Regions from separate parts of the Zea mays genome. Here region 2 is linked to region 1. Evidence: chromatin contacts called from public Hi-C data. All regions are on one chromosome and are shown on one strand. Each heading gives the region's core, a stretch centred on a gene start, on an enhancer-like site or on the middle of the called end of the contact. The rest is flanking DNA. Distances are from core to core; before and after follow the strand shown.

Region 1 (4,157 bases), core at 588-3,087:
CGGTCCAAGTATTTCTTCCACTTGATCTATCTTTGAAAACAAGGTTGCTATAAACTCTAGGACTTGCATTTAGCACTTCAAGACTCCAAGTAAATTTGTTACTTGCTCAAGAGATGACCTATTCTTGTCTAGCTTAAGCCAAGTCCTTAAAATAAACCCTAAACCCAACACACAACATCACACTATTGAAAAAGTTTGACCTAGTGAGTGTATTCTAGGTGTATCAAGAAGTTAATGCAAGTGCAGATGATGACATGCAAAAATTTTAGTTATCGTAACACCAGGGGTGTTACAGCCTTCCCTCGTAAAAAGAAATCTCGTCCTGAGATTTAAAACTCTAGTCTAGGTAATGGAAAAGGAAATGTGTCACTGGTTTCTTTCCCCATTACACCAATAAGAGAGGGGTGTGCCCCTATTGGTTTATATCAGAAATAAACTACACAAACTTTGGGTTTACAAGATATTAGAAACTCAGCAACATGCTTTTCCAGAAACTCCTCCGATTTCAATGTGGTTTCACCTTCCATGGGTTGGTTCCACTGTAGCTTATAAAACTTGATAACTTTTCTTCAAGTAACCCGATCCTTTTGATCCAAAACCTTTATGGAATATTCCAAGTAGGTTAAACCTGGTCCAAGGTTAACATCTGAAATCTCAACAACCTGTTTGGGAACCCGAAGACATTTCTTCAACTGAGATATGTGAAACATGTCGTGCATTATGGAAAGATCCTTTGGCAACTGTACCTTATAAACTACAGAAACTTATGCATCATGATGTAATTTCTTTGTTTGTGCATCAAACTCAAACTTATATTTAAAACAAATCTATTTAAAACAAATCTAGCTTCAAATTAAAATTTGAGATATGAAAATATGGGAACAAAAGAAATAAAGAATGGGAAGAAAAAAATAAAATAAATAATATTATTGCAAATATTAGAAGTATTATTCATATCGGGATATTATTGGATATTTGGAAGGCCGAAGTTCAAAACAGAAATTTAAATTTATTTTGAATCCTTGAATTTGGAAATAGAAGAGAAGAATAAAAACAAAAAAAATGTAACACTGCCATTGGCCCGAAACCCCCTCGGCCCAGTTCGCTGGCACTCGGCTTGTCGCTGATAACAAGGGCCCACCGGACAGCCGCACCACCACGCTCGCTTTCCAGCCCCCTGACGGACCGGGCCCGTTCACCAGATGCCCGCGCGCGCGTTCGTCTATGACTGTCACGTGGGCCTCGCACGTCAGGAAACACCCGTGTAGATCTTCTCGAAGCCCAGGAAAACCGTGGCGGCTGCAACCTCCTTCCCTTTCTCCCGGCTACGGAATCCATTGCCGCCAGCTGGCGTGAAGCCTGGGACCAAGGATATATAACGTGATCGCTGCCTTCGGGGCCTTCGTTCGCCATCGTTTGCAGAGGCACCCCGTTCTCCAGCCACCACCACCTTGCCGAGCCGCCGCATCCGCGTCTTGCGTCCAATGCTGACGGTGACCTAAGGATTGCTCGTGGTGGTTCATAAGTAGCCGGGTACCGTGCTCGGGCGGGTAATCGGGCGTAGATTCATCCGAGACCGGTGGAATTTCTCATAGGTAGTCATTGGTCTCGGCGGTTCCTCCCCTTCCCGTGGACAATGCGCGTCGCGCCGCCGTCATCAGTAAGAAACTCCCTTGACGAATTCGCGTTACCTTCCTCTTCAATTCCAAGTCACTAGAGGAATCCAAGAGGGCCTGGGCGCCAGATCGACTCATCGCCGGTGAGGCCCCGCCGCAGCTGGGTGTGCACGGCTATACTCTGCCGCTGGGAGGGAGAAGATGATCATTCGACCATCCATCTAGATTTGGATGGTGGAGATTAGACGTATCTATACCTCTTCGCCCAGTTAAATCTGGGGCGTCGATCGGGTAACGTGCGATTGTGCTTGGGCTCTGTTTAGTTGAAAATCGCGACCATAGATCTCGCGATATACGGTAGAGATTAGATCGAGGTTAACGGTTGGGTAGGATCGATCGGTGGTCATCTGTTTTGTGAACGACGATCAAGATTAGATCATGGGAGAATTGTGTCGCATCCGGATTTAAGGGGTAAAACCGGGGGCAAATTAAATGTGTACTAAGATCAAGTCTCACACATATGATGACTCATGTTACAGAAACAAACGTCACATCTTTAATATATAATGGAGTTATGTACAAAATAGTTAAATAATAACATCATACAAATACAACAATCTAGAAATCATAGTTGACTAGGAGACGACGACCTAGACCTCTCACGAACTCATCGCGACATCATTCATGCTCCTCATTCTACAGTACCTGTTCTTTACATGGGGATGTGAGTACAACAAGGGTGAGCTCACATACTTTCATCGCTCAACAAGTTGTGGGGAATAATGTGCATGAGCTCACTTACGGTGGGGGCCATGTGAAGTGTAAGGCTTACAAAAGAAGATGGTTAAAGCTAAGCATTGCTTTTAAAATTGGTCAAAATTTTATTAGCAGTTACTAAGTATAAGTAGATACCAACCCAATTAAATAAGAGATCACAATTAATAATAACACCCACAATGCAATGCAAATGATAGTTTGAGTTTAGTTCTATAAATTAATCATGCGAGAGTCCTAAGTCGCTCTTGACCGTGAGCATTGCTGATATACCAGTTTTACACTCTGCAAAGGTTGCTCCCTTTTCCCACAAGTCGAGTTACCCATTTGCCAAGGGATCGTGACTGCCCATTCATCTCTGTCGAGGAGACGAGGCAGGGTATCACTACGAGGCCTTTACAAAGTTCCACAAGCTTCAGAAAACCCGCTACGGTTTCTGAGAAGGGCAATATAGGAATCCCTCATTCGAAAAGTCATCGCGGCATGATCGACCTGAGAACCTCCCTATACCACAACTCCTCTACCGCCATTGCCCCTTTCGGGTAAGGTAGGTCTCCGCTAGCTTTCCTAATTAGTCAGCCAAGGGCGTCCCATACCACACTTGTGGTAGCACTGTTATCTCAAGTTAAGCTCCATGTTCTAATTAACATAATGATCTTGTCATGAATAATAATTAAAACAACATCATAATACGAACATGATCATAATTCAAATGTAACATTAATCCCAAAACTAGGTAGTGTAATCGCTACTCTACCCAATAATTCATTTGTTTGCAAGGGGTGGGGTAAACAAATATAGGGAAACCTTTTAGGTCCCATCAAATTATCTTAAGCATGTCACATTGATTAACAGAGAACATTATTAGGTAAAGAAGAGTGATCAAGTGCACAACTTGCCTGTGACTCGAGTTTCCAGGTACTTTTCCAAATTAGTCTTCGGGTTTCTCGTGACCTGACTGCTACCCGTAGCAATACATACAAAAAGATAAGGGGTACATAAAAATAACATTACACCAAACATGAGCACAAATAGCGTAAGAATGTTCTACGCGTTGTTATGAGATCATAGGTTCGAAAATCACTAAGTTCGGAGTTATGGTTGAAAAGATATGGTTTTTTAGAGTTTATAGGTGATTAAATGGTAATAATATCTTCTATGTTATAAATCATGTGAGAAACTTATTACAAAGAAATAACCAACTCAACTTTAGTATAGGTTATAACCATGTTTTAGTTAGATTTATAATTATAGATAGGTTATTTTGATTAGCAAATTTAATCTACTAAACCTAGGTTTAAACAATTTCCAATAATAAAACTATAGGATATACTACAAATATTGTTGTTACTGTATAGAAAATATTTTTATAAAGCTAACACAATTTGAACGGAGTAATTTGGAGTTGAAATGTGACAACTATGAATTTCCAAAGTTTCTAGAATTATGTTTTTTTTACCAAAAATCATTTTCAAATTCGTTTTATATAAATTATAATCCTTAGTGGACGGCAGGTATGATTCTCTATAAGTACAGGGGTCTGATTACGAATTTTAGGACTTGTTTGCGAGGTTCTTTGAACCTAAGGGGACGGCGGGTTTATATTCTAAAACTATAGGGGCTCTTATGAAAAAGACCACAACCGAAGGGGTTTCGATGATCGTGAGCCGCTGGATCAGAAACACACGGCTCGGATTATATCCACCCATAAACGAACCTGTATGTAATAAAGACCACTGGATCACCGATCTACAGCCACAAAGATAC
Region 2 (4,102 bases), core at 542-3,041, 560 kb after region 1:
CTATATACAATTTGTATTCAATATTAAAAACATCTTAGCGTGATGTTCTACTGGTTAGACAGTTTCACCCAGTATCTCCCGCCCTTCTTCCATCAGGGCATGGGTTCGAACCCCACCTCTTGCACCATTTTTTAACGTTTTACGCTGATTTAATTAAATGGATCGACGGGCTAGCGGGCTGGCCCGACACAGTTAGCAGGCCGGCATGACGTGCCTGTGCCAACTATGGCTCGCGTGCATGCCTGTGCCAACTATGGCCCGCGTGCATCTAGCCCGTGTCGGGCGTCATTACGCTGATTTAATTAAATGGATCGACGGGCTAACGGGCTGGCCCGACACCGGCCGGTATGACGTGCCTGTGCCATAGTTGTGGTCCGCGTGCCTGTGCCATAGTTGTGGTCCGCGTGCATCTAGCCCGTGTCGGACGTCGTTTGACATCTATAGACGTACAACAGATTAATTTAAAATAGCTGTGAGGGGTTATTTGTAAAAAAATGACGTATGACGATGGCATATTATGGGTTCTGGTGATGTGATTCTACAATTTGAGCCAGCCCCAAGAAGGGGAGAGCGAGACGTAATTACTCGTAGGACATCAGACTATTTCCTGGGATGCGAAGTGATGTGGGGTTCAAGCTTTAAGCAGCGATCTGTATTATGGGAGGAACTGATCCTGCTGTATTCATTTTGTTCCCCTTCACCATATGATTTTCTTCTCTTCCTTTGTTCAATTCTTCCTTCCTGTGATTCTTGTAGAGTTTTTTACTTGTACGGTTCTATATTGGGCCATTAGTTCTTTTTTTTTCTTGATAGACATTAGTAATATAATTTTTTTTGTAAGGTAGTTAACTTTGGGTTTCATATGATTTGTGAAATTATATGATGCAGTATCTGATACAAACAATTGTTGATGAATATAACATTTGTATATTTGTGTAAGGTACAATCAGGCCACGACTAATGTGTAATCAGGCATTATGTGTAAACGTGCAAACGAGTATTTTAGTATGTTGGATCATGACCCAACCTCTTCTTTTATGCTTCTCCGGTTGTACCATTAAACATAAAAACAAATAAATATAAGGGCACTAACATTATTGACTGAGTATTGTTTCTAACCATGTAATTTGTCTGATTCATGCCATGTAATCCATACTACTCTATTAAGAAATAATTTGTGTAATATTATAATGTCTGTTCGACATCAGTTCATTATATTTGAGTCATCTTATTTATAATATAATATTAAATATCTATATCGTTAATATAGTATTAGTGTTACGATGATATTTTGTTACACGGTTTTTATATATTATAGTGATGTTTGTCATTCTGTGTCTATGATTTATACTAATTTTTAACTTCCGTGACAACGTACGTGCACATTAATAATAGTAGAGTAGAGATAGAGATTTGCGGAAAATCCATTAGACCTTTAGAGCATATCTAACAATACCTCAAATTGGTGACTAAAATTGAAATATGAGGCTCTATGCTGGAAAAACGACTCCAACAGTATCACATTTCATAAAATTTAGTCAAAAAATTATATGGCACCTTCTCAAGTGCCTCAAATATACTACACCGTAGTATACTGCTCTATAATCTAGATTTGGAGTTTTACTGTTTAAGCGGAATGTTTGTTGGTGCCATAAATTCTATAAAACATATTAAATTTTAAATCATAAACATTTTTATAGATCACGTTGTTGAAGGTGCTTTTATGCTGGAGGGACTAACCAGAAATACATAAAACTTTAGGTTCAAAACTGCAAACAACATAAAATTCTCGTACAGGGCGCCAAATATAAAATATGCCACTCCATTTGCCCCCAAATTGATTTTAGTCTTAAATCCCCTGCGAGGCTGCGTCTCTCGAAGTCCAAAACGCCCCGCCCTGGAACCCTAACCCTACCTTTCCTCTCCCGCCACCGCCCGCCCCAATGGCGAAGCCGATGAAGTACGACGATGAGGAGGAGATCTCGTCCTCCGCCGAGGAGGAGGACCAGTCCGACGCCGCCGGCTCCGTATCTGGCGAGGAAGGGGATGACGACGACGAGGATGCTGCGGCGCCGCCCGCGGAGGAAGCTGAGGGCGAGGGGCAGCAGGAGGAGGAGGTCGACGAGGAAGAGATCGAAGCCGTCACTACCGGCGCTGGAGCTGAGGACGAGGAGGACGCCGGTGCCGTTACCGCCGCTGAAGGCGACGACGAGTCCCAGTCCACCGAGGACGACGAGCCCGTCGCGAGGGACAAGGACGATGACGACGAGGTGAGCGGGAGGTTAGGGTTTGAGTGTTTTAATCGCGTTTTTAGGGATTTGATTTAAAGAGGGCTTTGGAAATATACTAATATTTGAATTTTTTCCCGACCAGATAGTTTCAGAATAATCTGCTTTACAGTCATTGCTAGATATAGTCTCTGTTAATTTGTTAGTTTTGTTATTGTTGCAAGCACTTCTGCTTTTATTTTTTCTCAGAGCTGTGGCATAAGCTGTTGTTGTCTGGTTCTTCCATAATGCAAAGATAATAGTAATATTGGTAAATAATATATCTCTAGTTCTGAGTTTAATGTGTTGAGGGGACCCTTTGTTGTGTCATGCCCTACACTTAAGTAGTGAAAGTTTTACATTTCTTTGCCCTAACCATGTCTGCCGCAGACTGATGCAGTGGTTGGGAAGCGAGAGAAAGCAAGGCTAAAAGAACTCCAGAAGATGAAGAAACATAAAATCCAAGAAATATTAGATACTCAAAATGCCGCCATTGATGCTGACATGGTATATACTGTCTTTAAATGGATCCTCATGTACAATTGCATGGTTTGCACAGGATTAACCATTTAGGCTTAATATATGTTGTCTTGATCTTATATTTCTCAACAGAACAATAAAGGGAAGGGACGGTTGAAGTACCTTCTTCAGCAGACAGAAATATTTGCTCACTTTGCAAAAGGAAGTCAGTCCAACGAGAAAAAGCCACGCGGGAGGTAACATTGGTCTTGTTTGTGCCATGACTATATGAAATTACGAATTATCTTCTAAGTTTAGTGGACATTGCTGGCACTTCATTCGGCATAGCACTTTTGAAGTTTAAAAATACTATGAAGGATGCTCTCAGCTTTCAATCATGACCACATCATCACTTCTAACTGATGATGTACCTTTGCACATGAATCAACACACAATACAATCAACCTTCTCTGCTCAAGCCCGTAGGTGTATCTTTCATATTGTTATTATTTTCCTGAAATTGTCAGTATTGTATTGAGGTGACATCTGTTGCACCTTCTACATCTGTTCCTGTAGTTTAGATTGAAGTTGTTAATTTGAATATTTAATCTTGTAATATTCACTATCTTTATATTATGTAGTACTGCTCACTGTTTTGTATGCAGAACCATAAGACATAGCTCAATGAAATTCGAGGTTCTTTTCTGTCTACATCTACGTTAACTTGTTAAGTAATTTATTTGTTGATGAGTTGAGTCCATTTGTAGGGGACGCCATGCATCAAAGATGACTGAAGAAGAGGAAGATGAAGAATACCTCAAAGAGGAAGAAGATGCCCTTGCTGGTGCAGGGGGAACACGTTTAGTTTCACAGCCTTCATGTGAGCCCTTTGCTGGCTTTGTTACTACCTTGACATATGTTATTTCCTTGCTTTAATAACCTACATCAAGTCGATGGAAGAATTACTTGTTAAATAGATATTTTTCTCTGTTGCCATAAAATTATTTTGACGCTGTTTATAAGGCAAAGTGAACCTAGGTAAATTGAGTCTCGCACTGACTTTAAAATTTAAAAAGTGCTTCGGTTGAGGTGCAAACCGAACCAATATTATTAAGTATACTAATTTGTGTGGTGCAAATTGAACCAACATTATCCCATAAGGCCATAACTGACTGTTCATATTTAACCTATTTTGCCAAATAACTACTATTCAGTAAATGCCATGGTGCATTTGCTTGTTGATTCTTCTCATATAGAAGGAACATCTATTTATGCAATCAATGTTGTATCCTGTTTTCATTTCTGATGACACCTTTGTTCCATAAAAGGTTGCCTAACTACTTCCAATTTGCTGATAAAAGAATTGTATGTGCATT

The links. Hi-C and Micro-C count contacts between places; a contact is called where the count stands out from the background.
Region 2: a contact with region 1 is called in a Hi-C map of ear, with 3 times the contacts expected there. The contact joins the promoter of LOC103635205 here to the enhancer-like site in region 1. A contact is called at or near these places in 4 of 25 Hi-C or Micro-C datasets (ear, leaf, leaf mesophyll and 1 more).

Annotation. Positions count from the first base shown.
Region 1 is chr8:53,959,919-53,964,075 of Zm-B73-REFERENCE-NAM-5.0, forward strand. No RefSeq gene overlaps it. Among protein-coding and RNA genes, the nearest start is that of LOC103635202, 29 kb to the left of the region's middle. Within about 2 kb of position 1,838, at least 17 of the 20 cell types and tissues checked have an H3K27ac peak or open chromatin away from gene starts, as enhancers often do. A contact at or near this core is called in ear, leaf, leaf mesophyll and 1 more, where this site is marked.
Region 2 is chr8:54,520,976-54,525,077 of Zm-B73-REFERENCE-NAM-5.0, forward strand. LOC103635205 (probable chromatin-remodeling complex ATPase chain) reads left to right here and starts at 1,792. Exons shown (of 25, transcript XM_008657719.3): 1 at 1,792-2,270; 2 at 2,658-2,774; 3 at 2,880-2,983; 4 at 3,494-3,606. The coding sequence starts at 1,944.